2 separate regions of the Gossypium hirsutum genome follow, and region 2 is linked to region 1. Evidence: chromatin contacts called from public Hi-C data. All regions are on one chromosome and are shown on one strand. Each heading gives the region's core, a stretch centred on a gene start, on an enhancer-like site or on the middle of the called end of the contact. The rest is flanking DNA. Distances are from core to core; before and after follow the strand shown. Region 1 holds the start of LOC107929452 (abscisic acid 8'-hydroxylase CYP707A2). Region 2 has its middle 28 kb from the start of LOC107929423.

Region 1 (2,700 bases), core at 116-2,615:
TATTAAACACTCTCACTCTTTTGGCTGCTTATTATATATATTGATAAATATATTGTATAAGCTTTTATTGCAGCTTGTTCAAAGTGGGGTTTTGCTTTGAAAATAAAAAGGCATGCTTTGAACTGTCTCCAATTCAAAGATGGGGGTTTTGAATGACAAATTATTTTAGTTTAAGATTTAAAACATATGGCACAGATTTTGGTGAAGCGTATAAAAATTGCAGACTTTTAGAGTGAGGTATGGTAAAAGACTATGGGGTTTCTACCCTTCAATATTTGGATGTTCAAAGAAAAAGTGAGTACGGATTGAGCTCGTTAAAGTGACTCATACTTCTAACTTCAAACTCTCCTTTTGTCTTGCTTAAGGGACGTTTTCTTTCATGTCTTAAAACCCAACCTTTTCTTGATTCTGGTCAAACACTCACGCGCTCTTTCTGCTTTCTTTTCTTTCAGTCCTGCCACGTGCTTGCTATTTTTATTTTATGACTAATTTATAGTTTTTTTACATTTAATCATTTTAAATTATCTACAGTTACTAGTTAATTTTTAAATAAGAGTACAATTCACTTCAGGGAATTCATATTTTCTTACATTGATAATAATTTTAATGTCAGTCGAGTTAAGACTCAATCTATATATTAAATTATAGTTAATAATTATGTTTTTATTGTAAAATAATACAAAAACATTCACAGTCATTAATAAAAATATATGAAAAAAAAGAAATAGATAAAAATTATACAACATTGTGATTATAATACAATCACAAATATGAGTTTAAGTAAGGACAAATTATAATCAAATCAAAATCAAATATAAATAATCTAAGAATCAAAATAATCTAGACTAAAATTATTCCACGAGATTAAAACTCACACATAAAAATAGATATATATTCAAATAATTATAAAATAGAATTAAACTAAGATAAAACATAAAATAAATTAATAATCAAAATAATTAAGATTAAAATAAACCGATCAAATCGAATTAAAACCCACAAATATAACTAAAAGCACAAGGTTTAAAGCTTTGACCTTTACTGATAACGTTAACATCGGTAATTAAATAAAAAAAATAGTGAGATGAAATTTTAATATTAATAAAATAATAAAAATAGAATATGTAACAATGAACTGAGTCACAGAAAATATATTAGCACGGATAAAGAGTACAGATGAGTAGAACTAGAAAACATGCAATGAGCTGGAGGGAGATTCCGCGTGTGGGGGATTCAAGTTGTATTTCAAACCCCCTTCCTTTTCCCTTCCTATATCCTTTTCATATTTCTAACCCGACCCGACCGAGCCCGACCCAATCCCCAGTCCCCCCCCCCTATATATATACCTGCTGCTCACTTGTTTCCATCACACAACTTCTTCACCATTCAGCTACCAAGATTTCCACCCTATTTATAATTTATTAAACATGGCATTCTATTTCATGATTCCCTTATTTGCTTCCATTTTCTTTATTTTTCTCTTCAATTCTCTGCTTAATTTGTTCAAATCCAAAAAATCCCGGGATTTACCCCTCCCGCCAGGCACCTTGGGTTGGCCGTACATCGGTGAAACCTTTCAGCTCTACTCCCAAAACCCAAATGTCTTCTTTGCTTCCAAGCAGAAAAGGTGTGTTATTTTTCTTTGTGGCATGTTCTTTGCAGTGTAATGTAATGCATGCTTACAATGGGCTGTGGCTTGTGTTTGTTTGTTTTTATATAGGTACGGCTCCATATTCAAGACCCATATACTCGGGTGTCCCTGTGTGATGATTTCCAGCCCGGAAGCTGCGAAATTTGTGCTTGTCACCAAGTCTCACCTCTTCAAGCCAACGTTTCCGGCCAGTAAAGAGAGGATGTTGGGCAAACAAGCCATTTTCTTTAGCCAAGGACAGTACCATGCCAAATTGAGGAAGCTTGTGCTCCGTGCCTTCGTGCCTGAAGCCATCAAAAGCTTCGTTTCCAACATCGAATCCATTGCCAAAGATTCTCTCCAGTCATTGGAAGGCAGGCTGATTACCACTTTCCAAGAAATGAAAACGGTAAGCCTAAAAAACAGAGAGGGAAAAAAAAACAGGGTTGTTTCCTCTGTTTTTGTTTACCCTGTGTTTGATGATATGTTGATATCAAATATATTTTTTATATTTGCAGTACACATTCAATGTTGCGCTGCTATCGATATTCGGAGAGGATGAAGTGAAGTACAGAGAAGATCTGAAGAGGTGTTATTACATATTAGAAAAAGGTTATAACTCGATGCCCATTAACATTCCGGGTACACTTTTCAACAAATCGATGAAAGCAAGGAAAGAGCTAGCTCAGATCCTGGCCAAAATCATATCGACCAGGAGAGAAACGAAGCAGGAGTACAATGACTTGTTGGGTTCTTTCATGGGTGATAAAGAAGGCCTCACCGATGAACAAATCGCTGATAACATCATTGGTGTAATCTTTGCTGCTCGTGACACCACCGCTAGTGTACTCACTTGGATAATTAAGTACCTTGGAGAAAACCCCAGCGTTCTTCAAGCTGTCACGGTAAGTTTATTGCTCCTCCTATGGGACTAGTCCAAGAAAACTCCACCATAGACACACTGACTTGGTTGTTTCTTGTGGTGTTTTACAGGATGAACAAGAGGCCATAATGAAAGGTAAAGAGAAATGCGGTGAGGAGCAAACTCTGAGCTGGGCAGATACCAAGAA
Region 2 (2,992 bases), core at 330-2,829, 74 kb before region 1:
ATATTTTTAACATTTTAAAATATTAATTAAATGCTAACGTGTTATCTATGTGGTAATCCACATGTATGCCATGTCAGCAAAGTTAATAAACATTAATTTTTCCATCTGCTTTGAGGTGATTTGACAAAAAATTGTAAGTTCAAAGGCTAAAATAGATGAAATATGGAGAGTTAAAATAACTTTTTTTTTGTAAAGTTGAAGGATCACAAAAGTAATTATGCCTAAATAAATAAACGAAAATATTATATTTTGTATATATTTATTTTCTAATTATTTATATATTGGTTAACAAATTAATGTATATATGTATAAATGTATGGGGACATGTCATACATGTTATATATCCTTGATTTGTTTAAATGTAGGTTTCTGAATTAATTGGACCAACGTATCATATTTTTAGTTTTCTTGCTCATAATAGTTTTCATTTCTTCTTTTTCTTCTTCATTGGTGTTGATCAATGTCATTGAATTTGTTTAATATAGCACTTTTTGTAAGGATATGTTGGCAGGGACTTTTTTTGTCTGCTAATTAAAAAAAAAAAAAGACAAAAGAGATGGAACCACATTCATTTAGATTCCTAGTAAGTTAGCTGGTTAGACGTAACTCTTTATTTCCAAACGATTTAGGGGTGAAATTCATGGAAGGATTCAATTATCATAAATTTGGTAATTCAATTTCGGTTTAAACTTTAGGGTTAAATTAGAATGAGACACAGCTACAATTATTTATATACCATATACATAATACGTACGTACGTACGTACGTGGGTGTGTAATTTTAAATGAAATAGAAGCACGTGTCTCCCTGTGCATGGGATCCCACGCCAATTTAAATCTAAATTTAGGTCAAAGTCATGTTTAATAAAAAAACAATAGCAAGAATTGGGTCATTCTGCCAAACACACTGTTTTGATGAATAAATATTTATCCCCTCTACAACAACTAAAAATATAAAAAAAGTATGGTGTGCCAACACTTCCAAAACAGCCATGCTCTTATCTGTAAAGTCAGAAAATGACTTGTAAAGAAAGTGATTAGCATGAAACGAATTTTATGACTTAGGCCATGCTATTGCAGTAACTATTGTTTAATATACATTCTAGATCGATGATCCTTTTATTTATTTATTTATTTGGCTTTTGGCTTTACAAGTAGCTAGGGTCCCTCTCTAAGGCTTGAAAACATCATGAGAAGGTGGATTTCATTTAGCCAAGAGTGGTATCCACCCCAGAAGTTGCCCCGTATATCAAAACAATCTAATAATATATAATATCAAAGTGGGGTAGAAGAGCATGATTTTATTTTATTTCTTTCTTTTTTCCGGCTGTTTATCCCATCCCATCCCATATTGTCTCATTCATACAAATTTTAAACATTCACTGTTTATAATTCTATTCTATGCGGATTATATTACCACACATCATTTAAAACCAAATTTTGTATAATATATCATCACCTAATTTACACATCTATGCACAGAACAAGAATAATATAATGTCACACTATAATACTGTGGTCTTTGCTGTTACTATTGCTATATATGTTAAATCAGTTCACACTGCACACACAAACAAAACTCAGCAGTAGCACAGAGAGACAGAGAGAGAGAGAGAGAGAAGGGAATATTAACTGTATGAATACCCCAACAATACTAGAATAGCCCTCAAAAAGTTGAAACTTATCTTCATTACAAAAAACAAAGAAAGCCAGCACATAATACAATTAATGTTGCAAACCGAGGCTGTCCTGGTTTTGTGTCTCTAAATGGTATTGTGTTTTGTTTTGGCCCATAGAAAAACCGGTATTATTGGCAGTGCCATACGCCCCCATACCTATTTAGCTATGTACGAATTCTTTAGGCATACGGCATGGGCTGGCTTGCATTAAATATTCTCAACCTCCCCCTCCCCTTCTTTGATTATTTATTTTTGCTCCTTCACTGTACGGATATTAAAAAATTATACTCATTTAAACACTAGCTATTATTTTAATCCTCACAACTTGCTTCATGCACGTTTACCAGAGTCATGCAAACTTGTCGTGTTTAATCAATTGGGAAGAAAATGTGTGAGAAATTTCCTGGTCAGAGTTTATGATATTTAACTATCACCCAACTTGCTAAGACTTAAATACAGCGTCACTCACTCTATGATCCGTCTAATTATAAATTCCATTTCTTTATTTTAACAAGTTTAATAAATTAATTTTTCTATTTTAATTTATTCTAATTAAATTAAGTAATATTATTAAACAATTCAATAATTTGTATATAAAAATTAATAAATGTCTATAAAAATTAAAATTTAATAAATTAAAGATTTCTCAATCTTCATAAAATAAAAGAAATTTTAAGATATATTATAACTGAAAATGAAAACACATAGAATTATTTCGGTCAAAACACTAAAAAAGGAAAAACCCAAAAGAAAAATTCAATGTCAAAAAAGGTACTTGCTGTACTAACTTTGAATCTGGTCAATAAAACCACACTTTGATCAAGTGATATTTTTGGTTGCAGAATTGATAACAGCTAATCATGTCTGAAGCTGATTTAACGTTTAAATCAGAGGCTATATGTTGTGGTTTTTGGTTTTGCTGGGAGTGGATTTAGAATGGATGGCCATGCTTAACTAGTCTTACGTCAAAAGGCAAAGAGCATATGGATAGATTTCCTTTCTATCATAAAAAGCTGAAAGCCATACATACATATGGTATTAAAATTGTTAAACGAAATTCGAATTTTAATATTTATAGAAATAATATAGAGCATTCAACCATTTAAACTTATCCATATTAGTGGATTGATGGCACGTAGCCAAAAGACACAAAGGGAAAAAAACAGAATTTGTTAGATTGAAAAAGGAAAGCTGATGTCAAAATCCTACCCTAAAAATTAATAATAATGGGGTCCTTTTAAGTGGGACTGTGATGGATCCACAACCCTTCCTAAAGATAGGAGGATCTTGCTTTGATCATAATCTTTTAACCTC

Evidence for each region. Hi-C and Micro-C count contacts between places; a contact is called where the count stands out from the background.
Region 2: a Hi-C map of leaf shows a contact between it and region 1, with 6 times the contacts expected there. The contact joins the enhancer-like site here to the promoter of LOC107929452 in region 1. A contact is called at or near these places in 20 of 34 Hi-C or Micro-C datasets (anther, callus, fibers and 4 more).

Annotation. Positions count from the first base shown.
Region 1 is chrA08:110,006,104-110,008,803 of Gossypium_hirsutum_v2.1, reverse strand. LOC107929452 (abscisic acid 8'-hydroxylase CYP707A2) reads left to right here and starts at 1,365. Exons shown (of 7, transcript XM_016860880.2): 1 at 1,365-1,627; 2 at 1,721-2,039; 3 at 2,149-2,535; 4 at 2,624-2,700. The coding sequence starts at 1,428.
Region 2 is chrA08:110,079,833-110,082,824 of Gossypium_hirsutum_v2.1, reverse strand. No RefSeq gene overlaps it. Among protein-coding and RNA genes, the nearest start is that of LOC107929423, 28 kb to the left of the region's middle. Within about 2 kb of position 1,579, at least 5 of the 9 cell types and tissues checked have an H3K27ac peak or open chromatin away from gene starts, as enhancers often do. A contact at or near this core is called in hypocotyl and leaf, where this site is marked.